Linked DNA regions of Hordeum vulgare: region 2 is linked to region 1. The links are chromatin contacts, called in public HiChIP or PLAC-seq maps. All regions are on one chromosome and are shown on one strand. The core of a region is the stretch at or near the end of the contact, and the rest is flanking DNA. Distances in the headings are between cores, read along the strand shown. Region 1 holds the start of LOC123401888 (3',5'-nucleoside bisphosphate phosphatase-like). Region 2 holds the start of LOC123401911.

The links. HiChIP or PLAC-seq counts read pairs in DNA pulled down with a chosen protein or histone mark.
Region 2: an H3K4me3 HiChIP or PLAC-seq map of embryo shows a contact between it and region 1, with 6 times the contacts expected there. The contact joins the promoter of LOC123401911 here to the promoter of LOC123401888 in region 1. A contact is called at or near these places in 1 of 6 Hi-C or Micro-C datasets (seedling) and 1 of 1 datasets of contacts at active chromatin or transcription factors (embryo).

Annotation. Positions count from the first base shown.
Region 1 is chr6H:501,190,395-501,195,808 of MorexV3_pseudomolecules_assembly, forward strand. LOC123401888 (3',5'-nucleoside bisphosphate phosphatase-like) reads right to left here and starts at 2,193. Exons shown (of 5, transcript XM_045095746.1): 1 at 1,774-2,193; 2 at 849-973; 3 at 446-760; 4 at 170-339. The coding sequence starts at 2,133.
Region 2 is chr6H:501,385,958-501,390,740 of MorexV3_pseudomolecules_assembly, forward strand. It overlaps LOC123401911, which reads left to right and starts at 2,220. Exons shown (of 6, transcript XM_045095775.1): 1 at 2,220-2,321; 2 at 2,956-3,453; 3 at 3,556-3,699; 4 at 3,797-3,850; 5 at 3,971-4,146. The coding sequence starts at 3,027.

The DNA.
Region 1 (5,414 bases), core at 943-3,442:
AAGGCTGCATGCATCAATTGATGCAGAGGCCGGGGGTAATCCTCCTTTTCTATTAAAAAAACTAAGGGATGCAATAGACATATACGTAAGATGCATCGTTAGTATCTGCATAAATTGGTAACATAAAGCATCACTTGTTAGGACTGGAAAATGATCATTCTGTTCATACCGGATAGTTTCCCATCGCTTCGATAGACCTCAATAGCGTGCAGACCAGCAGCCTTCAAATCCTTTATCACGGGAACATGATTTTTCAACGCCCACGGATGAGCCAAAACAGCGATGCCCCCAGTTCTGCATATTAGCTGCACAACAGATTCCGCAGCTGGCTCACTACCACTACAAATAGACAGCGGAAATCCACATCAGTACATACTAACTACTCTGCATCTGGTGCGAAATGAAGCAAAAACATGCATGACCATGATTCAGAATGTATACTTACGTAGCATAAGCAGGCCCTCCATCGTACAAGTACCTGCTGAAAGCTTGCCTAAGATTATCAACATATCCAGCTGCAACCATTGCACGCGCCACGTGCACCCGCCCTGGAGCCACTCCATTCCCTGCTATATTAGACACATCTTCAAAGTTCAATGGCATGCCGAGGTTCCTAAGTTTCGATAGCATCTCCTTCGCACGTGTATAGCGGCCCTCCCTGATGCTAGATAGAACCTTCTCCAGTTCCTGAGATTTAGCAGGCCCCAAACTACCGTAGTATGCAAGAACATGAACAGGTTCGTTGGCTCCTGATCCATTACTTTCAGAACAATTAACAACTTTGAGAATTAACCACATCTGTGTGATAAAAAGCATGTTACAAATTTTAGGGTGGAGAAGAGAGTTACCTAGGCGAATAAACGGCGCTTATCTCAACAGCAGGGATGATCCTGATGGAAAATTTCTTTGCAGTCTCCATCGCCTCTGCGACACCCGCCATGGTGTCATGATCAGTCAGTGCGAGCACTTTCACCTGTGCTGGTCACCAGGTAACAGAGTTAGCCTAGGAACGTTCTGGGTATTTGCATTCAGAAATACCGAATAAACGGGTGATTGTTCATGCAGAAAGCCACTCCCAGATCGATTTCTGGCAGGCGGTTATCCAAATGTGGTTCATTATACACCCTCCGTCTGGAATTACTTGTATGAATAAAAATGATGTATTTAAAATTAAAATACGTCTATATACATTTATTTCCTGAATGAGTATAGACACTGAATAGTTATGGGGATCTTTTACCGAAGTAACACGAAAGAAAATATTCCATCCGTACTTTTTTACTCAGCTTATAAGATTTGTTTGAAGTTAAACTATGCAATGCTTGACCAAATTTATATATTATAAAAAATATCGTGAATGTTATAAGATTTGTTACCCATTCCCACCCCTAGGTCCAACATCATCTACCATATGAAAGTTATATAGTATGAAAATTAATTTCATAATGCATCTATTGATATTGATTAAATATAGTGAATTTGATATATTTTTCATATTATTACAAAGTTGGTCAAACCTTACAAAGTTTGACTTGAACAAATTTTATATGCAGACATAAAAAACGGAGAGAGTACACATCAAAGCACAGTAGTGGCGGAGGTGCTTAACACGAGGGTGAGAATCATGAGATCGAGCATTGGCATCGGCTACTACGGAACTGAAGAACATTGGAGCTGCAGTTTGCATTTGCATTTACGCTTGTAGCGAGATGGGGGTGGCATGTCGCGAACGTCTCTGCAGTTGGTGACAGGCGGGGGCAAAAAAAGGCTTACCTCATTGCGGTGCGCGCGCTCCACGAGCGCCGCGGGCGAGAGCGAGCCGTCGCTGCGCGCCGAGTGCGCATGCAGCTCCACGGCCACGCGCGGCCGCCGCCTCCCCGCCGGCAACGGGTGCCCGCAGCCCGCCTCGTCGTCGCCGCCCGCCTCGCCGCGGCGGGCCCAGCGGAGCACGGACCTCAGCGCGGCCAGCTCCTCCTCGCTCGGCGCCCTCCGCCGCTTCTTCTTCTTCTTCTTCTTCATCGGTCGCGCCTTGTGCTGCTGCTCCCGATCGTCTGCGTCCGGTGGCGCGGCATTGGCCGCTGCGGAGGCATCCTCCTCTTCCTCGGTCGTAGCGGCGGGGCGCGTCGTCGTCATGTGTCGCGTCGCAAGCTAGCTGCAGGCTGTGGGCGTGCGCAGCGCAGTAAAAGGGTGTAGGGCGTGGGAAAGGCGTCGGCAGGGGCTTTTAAGACGAGCGGTCGTCCATCAGCGACAGGGACGGGAAGAAGTGTCTGCTGAGGCGCGGTCTTGGGACGGGGGGCCGCCGCGCGCTCGTGTCGTGTGCCGGTCGTCTCGGCCCTGCAGCGCCCATCACCCCGGTGTGTGTGGATCATCGATGCTGCGCCTGCACAGTCTTTTTTTTTTCTTTTCATAAGTCCAACTCTACCGCACGACCCCAAACGAACGTCCGGTTTGACCGGATTTTGTCCGTTTGGGACGAAAATGGATTTGACCATGTCCGCTTCTGTCCATTGAATCGTGCGTACGTTCACCGCGCGGCTGCACCTCAAATAATGTATGTGTTGAACGTGATTAAAAAAATAGAAAAATTTAAATAAAAAGTAAATAAACGCATGTAAAAAAACTTAAAACATAACATCAAGGTCATGGCCACAAAACGGTCCAGTTTGACATAATTAACATAAAAAACGCCAGTCGATGCCGTAGCCGTGGCCGTCTCCAGTGGCCATCGGTGTCGTCGTCGTCGCTGACGAGGTCCAAGTATGTCACCGGTGTCCAGAGGTGGGCCGGCGGTCCGTGGTGCGCGGGGGCGGGCTGGAAGCTGGCAGGTGCCTGCAGCACCTCCTCCCATGGCGAGGTGTCCCGCTCCGGTGACCGCGGCGACGTGGGGCACCAGGTCACGCCCCCCATTACGTGCCGCCATCTCCGGCGTCGTGCACGACCAGCTCCACTGCTGGCCCACCAGATCCGGAGGGAACGCGGCCACCGGGGCGTCCTCCATCAGCTCGGGGATGGCGACGTCGCCGGCCGCGGAGAGGGCCAACGCGTCCTCTAGGCCCGGCCATTGGCGTTCATCATGCGTCATCATGGAGTCCTCCATGACACGCTGCATGAGCCGGGCCTCAGCCTGCGCTGTCATGCGAGGAGGTGGAGGTGGTGACGGAGATGGGGAAGGCGACGACGTGGGCGTGAGGCCGCGCACTCGTGTACGCCCGCGCACCTCCCGTGCCCGCACGTCGTGCTCGTCCCTGAGTCACGTGTCCCAGAGGGTGGAGTCGGCGGCATACCTATCGTCGTAGTACATGTCGTCGGGGAGGAGGCGGCGGCGGCGCTCGATCTCGATGCGGCCCGCACGGCCGCTCGTCGACACCGACGGGATCGGGACCCGGTCGACTGAGAGGTGCCAATTGTTAGGAAGGTGGACGTCGCTCCACGAGACCTGCGTCCTCGTCTCCCAGTAGCGCCGGCATACCTCAGCGCTGAGGTATTGTCGGCCGCGCTGGCCGGCGGGCCTAGGGCCGATGGTGAAGGGAGCAGGCGCGGAGGCCCGGTGCGGTGGCGATGCGGCCTCCTCCTTCACGGAGCCGCGACGGTGTCCCGACGAGGAGCCAGCCTCGCAGTCGTGCTTTCCCTTGCGGCCGTAGTTCCACGGCCCCATGGTTGCGAGGTGGCTGGCCGGCGAGTTCGAGGAGGCTAGGGTTTGGGTGTCGGGTTTCGAGGAGGCCATGGGCTGGTGATGGGAAGTGTGGACGACGACCGGTCCACGGCTTCCCCATTTAAGAAGGACCGCGACCGTTCCCTGGGCGGATGACAGGCGGGCCCGGCTGCTCGTGCGCATTGATGTGGGCGGGTGGGAGGTAGGTGACCGCGTGCCACGCGGCCCCGGCGCGGATGAGCGCGCGTCCGTTTGCTGACCGTCGCGACCCAAACCCCGCGCCAGTTTGCGCTCGAAATGTGTCGTTCTGGACACAAAACGAACAAGATGGGTCCGGGCCGTCTCGCGCTGGGCTGACCTATTTGTCCCTTTTACCCCAAACGGACGGGGCCGGACAGGATGGGGTCGCGCGGTGAAGTTGGCCTAACAGCATCTACGACCGGACTGGCAAATACCACATACTAAAATGCAATTTTTAAATCCATACAAGTATCGATGGGTATGCCCGAGACACCTCAAGTAAATATCCAAGGAGACTCGAGCGTCTAATCTTGGGATGCCCCAGAAGGCATCCCAACTTTCTTGAACAAGTATCATTATGTTTTCGTCTTAGTTTCGTTCACACGATATGTGTAAATCTTGGAGCGTCTTTTGTGTTTAGTTTTTACTTTTATTTTATGCACCATGCTGGTATGAGATAGTACATGGTTGATTTATAGAATGCTCATTGCACTTCACTTATATTTTGAGTGTGGATTTATCTTCATGTGCTTCACTGATATCATTTGAAGTTTGGATTGCCTGTTTCTCTACATATAGAAAACCGTTATTTGTAGAATGCTCTTCTGTTTCACTTATATTTATTAGAGTGTGATCTTTTGTAGAAAGAATTAAATTCTCATGCTTCACTTATATCTATTTAGAGTCAAAAGGAATTGGTCATTTACATGGTTAGTCATAAAATCCTACATAAAATTTGTAGATCACTCAGTATGATATGTTTGATTTCTTGCAATAGTTGCGACATTAAGATAGTAATATGTGGGTGCACTAGTTGATGATTGTTGATTAGTAACAATATTGATTTTAAGGTTTGTGATTCCTGAAGCATGCACGTATAATCTCTGGTTATGCAATGAAGTTGGAGCATAATTTATACTTTATTGAAATCTTTTGTGTTATTATAATCAGAGTCGCGCGATAGTTAACTCCTCTCAACCTTCTCCATAGTGGCATGCGAGTAGTGCTTTGCTTAGATAGAGCTAATAAAATATTACAATAAGTATGTAAGTTCTTTGTGACTAATGTGAATCCATGGATATATGCACTCTTACCTTTCTGCAATTTGCTAGCCTATACGGTATCGTGCATTGTCCTTTCTCACCTCGAGAGTCGGTGCAAACTTCGCACGTGCATCCAAACCCTGTGATATGATACGCTCTATCACACATAAGCCTTATTACATCTTCCGCAAAACATCTAGCATGCCTACCCATTATGGCATTTCCATAGCCATTCCGAGATATATTGCCATTCAACTTCCACCACTTTCATTTTGATGACTTGAGCATTCATTATAATATTGCTTTGCATGATCGTAAGATAGCTAGAATGATATTTCCATGGCTTGTCCTTTTTTTATGTCCGTGCTATGCTAGATTATTGTACATCTTGGTACACTGCGAGAGGCATTCATATAGGGCCACACTTTATTCTAGGTATCGAGCTATAAAGTGTGATGATCATCATTATTAAAGCATTG
Region 2 (4,783 bases), core at 970-3,469, 200 kb after region 1:
CTTACTAATGAGGGTGTTCATAGGCATGTTTTGTGTTTGATGTTGAAGTTAGATTGGTGTTGGCATTGGCATGGGCATGCTATGTTGCATGATTAGGATGTTCATAGGCAGGGTTTTGCTTTTACGTGCCAACCAAGGACGAGGACGATCCCGCCATGCTCATCATCCCTCCCAAGTTCAAGGAGGTGATGAGGGAGTGGCTGGCGGTGAAGCTCTCGCGCGTCATTAGGATCTCGGTGAACAACTCGTGCGAGTTCTGGGTCCAGGTCCAAAAGTTCGAGGGGCAGATGGTGCTTGGGGCAGTACTTCTGCCGTCGTCACGGAGTCGCCCCCGGTGACCTCATCGTGTTGTGCATCTCCGACCCACGCCTCAAGGTCCACATCTACAACCATGATAGCTCCATCGGGTGCAGCGTGCGTTGCAGCAGGCAGATCTGCATCGGTGATCGTGCTTTCGCACTCTCAACTTAGTTAGCATGAGCTTTCAATTAGTTTGAAGTGGTGGGAGAACTTATTGTCAAACTTTTAATATTTTGTCCATGCTTCAGCACCCCATGGTGAAGCACGGGGCATGGGATGCCCATACTGTTTAAAAACTTATATGTGTTAGCAGTATGGATGTTTAGTTGCTATTTTCATGCTTGTTTATCCGTTGTTAGCTGTTGTTTACCTGCTTGTTTATGTGTTGTTTGATGCTTTGTTAAGTGCCATGTCGTTGTTGTGTCTAATATGGTGCCAAGGCCATCATATTTGAATGAGGTGAGCAAAACATAAACATGCATGCAACCAAATAGTTGTGATTTACATATGCTCATCCATTAGAGCATTTTCAATAGAAGATGTATATGCAAAAATAACTAACTTTTGCATCTCCAAGGGTTGAAAACACCTCTCCAACAATGGTGTAGATGCAAAAAATAAAAATAAAATACATCATCGCCTTTCGGAGACGTAAACTATAACACCTCGCGGTGCAAATTTGCATCTCCCCTACACGAGATGTAAAAACGCAACCGCCCGCCAATTGCCCAACTATTGTCCCATTCTCTTTCGCGTGACCAGCTGCCACCCGCCCAACTCCGATGTCGACCGGATCGCACCAAATTGCCACTGTCGTCGCCCGCTCGATGGCGAGGGGCCCACCGCGACTTCGCCCCCGTATACAGCCGCCTGCCTCGCCGGCTCCGAAGTTCCTCCGCCGTTGGCTCTCAATAAATTCTGCTGTCTGTCGTCGCCTAATTGAGCCCCGTCGTCGCTCCTCCGCCAGCCCCCGACTGTCACCTTCCCTCCGCCAGCCCATGGTCGTCGCTCGAGTCATCCCGCCCCACCCCGACGTGCGACGGCGTCGCTCCGACCTTGCCGTTGCCCGACCTCGCCTAACAACCTCGCCGCCCCTGTGTCATCCGCCCTTCGCAGCCGCCCGACCTCGCCCAACAACATTGTCGCCCCCGCGTCGTCCGCCCCGTCGTAGCCGCCCGACCTCGCCACCTCCGCCCCGCCTGATCTCTCCCGACCCCGCCCCTCAAATGAAGTGCTAGTCGAAATATAGTTTTTACGTCTCCATTTGCATTTTCTATTAGAGTAGCTATTTTACATCTCCGTTTTGCATCCGTGTTGAAGACGACCCTATTTTGAAGATGCAAAAAACACTTTTTAGAGATGTAAATTTTTACATCTTCTGTTTTACATCTTCAAATTTGCATCTTTCATTGAAGATGCTCTTTAGCACAAATGCAGGCAACCAAACAGCCAATCCTAAAATGACCATTGATACAATAAAGACAACCAAACAACATATAAATATCAATTCCTTACCTGTTTTCCTCAACCAGGCTGGCTGGAGATGTGGCTGAAATGCACGCACTGTTCACTCGGGGCAACCAAACACGCCCTAGAGAATTCGGCCCAGATCTCAGATCCAAGGGAGATCCGACCGCGGGGGAAGTGGCCGATGTGGGGGCACGACCCGCTCGACCGACGCCTAGCGCCGCAGCCCCGGTGCAGACCACGGAACGCCGAACGACCGACGCGACGGACCCGTGCCACGGCAGGTCCATCCATGCATCCATCCAACAAACCAACCACCGCGGAGCCTCCCGCGCCCGGCGCGCGCGGACGGGCACGGCGCCCAAATTTCCGAACGCGAGCGCGCGCAACCCGGGACCGCCCGCAAGGGCTCCCCCCCGCTCACGCCGCCCCGCTCCAACCCTTTTCGCCTCCACCCGTGCCTCCCACAACCAGAGACCCCACCCCACCCCACCCCACTCTCCTCCCGCTCCGGAGGGCGATCTCGGGAGGAACGGCGGGCGTCCCGCGGCGAGGTTTGCGCCCCCAAACCCTACCCCTCCTCCCCGTCTCGCCACCCCATCCGAAGGTTCTGGCCCGGCAGCCACTGCGCGGGAGGCTGGGGGGCGAGGCCAGGCACCGCCCCGCCATGTTTCCTCCCAGATTCGGCTCCCCCCCCTTTCGGCGCGGAGCTGGAATCCCCGTTGATTCATCCTCACGATAGACTCGCCGTTTCCAAGTTTCTGTAGCGACTCTACTTCCTCTAAAGTGGTAGTACCAAGACGACGGAATGGAACCCTATTTCCCCGCTAAGTCGTTGTCAACTCTGCCGAATTACCCCGCAACAACGCGCATACGTCCTGTGTATTCCTTCTGGGGGCCGAGAGCGGGAGGATTCCGTCTCAGAAACCCTCGATCTCATCCAATTTTGCATCGATTGGCACTTAGCTGGCTCGATTTACCCCGAATGTTCTGTTAGCTTCCTAGCCTCCTAGCACATGGCATTGCTTTGCTTCCGGTAGTCGATGGGACAACCGTTTTTACAATGAACAAACCTTAGCCCTTTGTTCTGGCTATAAACCATGCTTATGTGCATTTACTGCCTTCTTTCCCAACACAGTGTGAATACATCGCTCACATTGTATTTTGTTTCCGAAATGATCAATGCAGTTGTATTATACCGTTGTCCGCGACGATTCTGCTGTTAATTTTGGCAAGTTGGTGACTACCTGGAAGCTGCAATGACTGAAAACACCCAGGGCAGTGGCCGACGAGCCTTTGGAGACCTGACGAATGTCCTTGGCAAGCGGCCAGCCTCATGCGATCTGGAGAAGAGTGCAGGTGGAGTCAAGATTAGTCGGGTTGAAAAGGTCGTTGACCCTAGGAAAGAGCCTCATGAAAAGGCTAAGGCCAATGTTGGGGCATCAGGAAACCTTATTGAAGTTTTGGTCGATGGTATTGGCAAAGAGGACTTTGCAAGGACTTCAATTTTCCGTGGAGCCAAGGTTCAGCACATGGCTGCTCAGGCAGCTGGGCTACTATCCAAGGATGATGATGATGTCAGGAATCGTTCTCTATCGTTGGATTCTTCTGGCCTCAACGACAAGGCGGAGTCTTCCTTGGAATCAGAGGGTGGCTGTGCAGGGGAAGATGATGATGACACTGATAGTGAGTTGCTGCCATTTGCCAGTGAGGCTAGTAAGATTGTAATTAATGATAAGAATAATGAGGGTGAATGTCTGACTCAAGAGGAGATGGTTGTATCACCAGGAAATCAGAATCCAGAGTCTTCGTTTGACGCTGCAGCTCGTGATGACATGACATGTACAAATGTCCAGCATCCTCCAATGGGGGTTGGCGACTTGGAAAAATCATGCGCTACAAAGTCTTGCACTTGCTCTTTCTGTCTTAAGGGTATGATTACATGAATTTCTTGCTTCCACATGCATTGTATGTGTCATTATGATGCCATGTGAACATACACCTTATCTCTTTATTCCTGTTTGAACAGCTGCTTTTATGTGGACTGATCTCCATTATCAGGATGCAAGAAGTCGGCTTGGTGGTAATTCTCGGCATATTCAACTCTCTCTCTCTCAGCAGTACATGTAGTGTGGTTTCTTTGTTTGTTCACTATTGATCATGTTACTAATATTGATTCCATCTCTGTCAAACCTTTCTTTAGCATTGAAGAAGAGCATAAAGTTTGCTAGATCGCTAGAGGCAAAGAGGCAAGGAAATGAATTCAGTGCAGACAGATACTCGCAAAGAGCCGCACAGATGGGATTCGAACTATCTCAACAACAGAGATCACTCTTTCTTCATACTGAAAATGCCCTCGTTCGTGAATCTGCCCAGCTTGTAAGTTGTTTTACACCCACAATATTCCATCTTAGTCAAAACTATGTCGATGGTATCTTGGCATCAATTTGTATGGTGTCACTGCGGTTAGTAGCAAAAAGTTGTGGTTGTCAACAGTTTACTCTCGGTGCAAATGTCTGTTTGCTTGCACTGGTAAATTTTGGGGGACCATTGGTTTGTTAGTTTGTGGAGGATGAGTGATGAATTTAGCCTTGCTGTGGCGCTCAGTAGTTTGGCCTTCAATTTATCGTTACATTGTTTGGGCCAACACAAAAGGCAAATACTTCTATCTTCACAAAATATTTTATGACCAGCTAAAAACCATAGTTATTCTAAAGATGCTCTTGTACTCGATATTTCTTAGTGCCTATCTAGGCATGTTAAGTAGGTAGTTGGTGTCATTTTTTTTGCCACATATTAGTTTATTTCCTGTAAACTATTTTTTTCTCACATATTAGTTGCCATGTAACAACAGATTTAGACATGCATCATTGTCGACGATGGAGGTATTTTTTCTGTGTTCCCCACAGCTATGTGAGCATGATGATGGTGAGGTCTATTTATTTTGCTTTCTTTAGCCCTCTCCCTCATGCCCGTCTACCTTGGTCTTGTGGGAACCTCCATGGTTTTGAGTTTG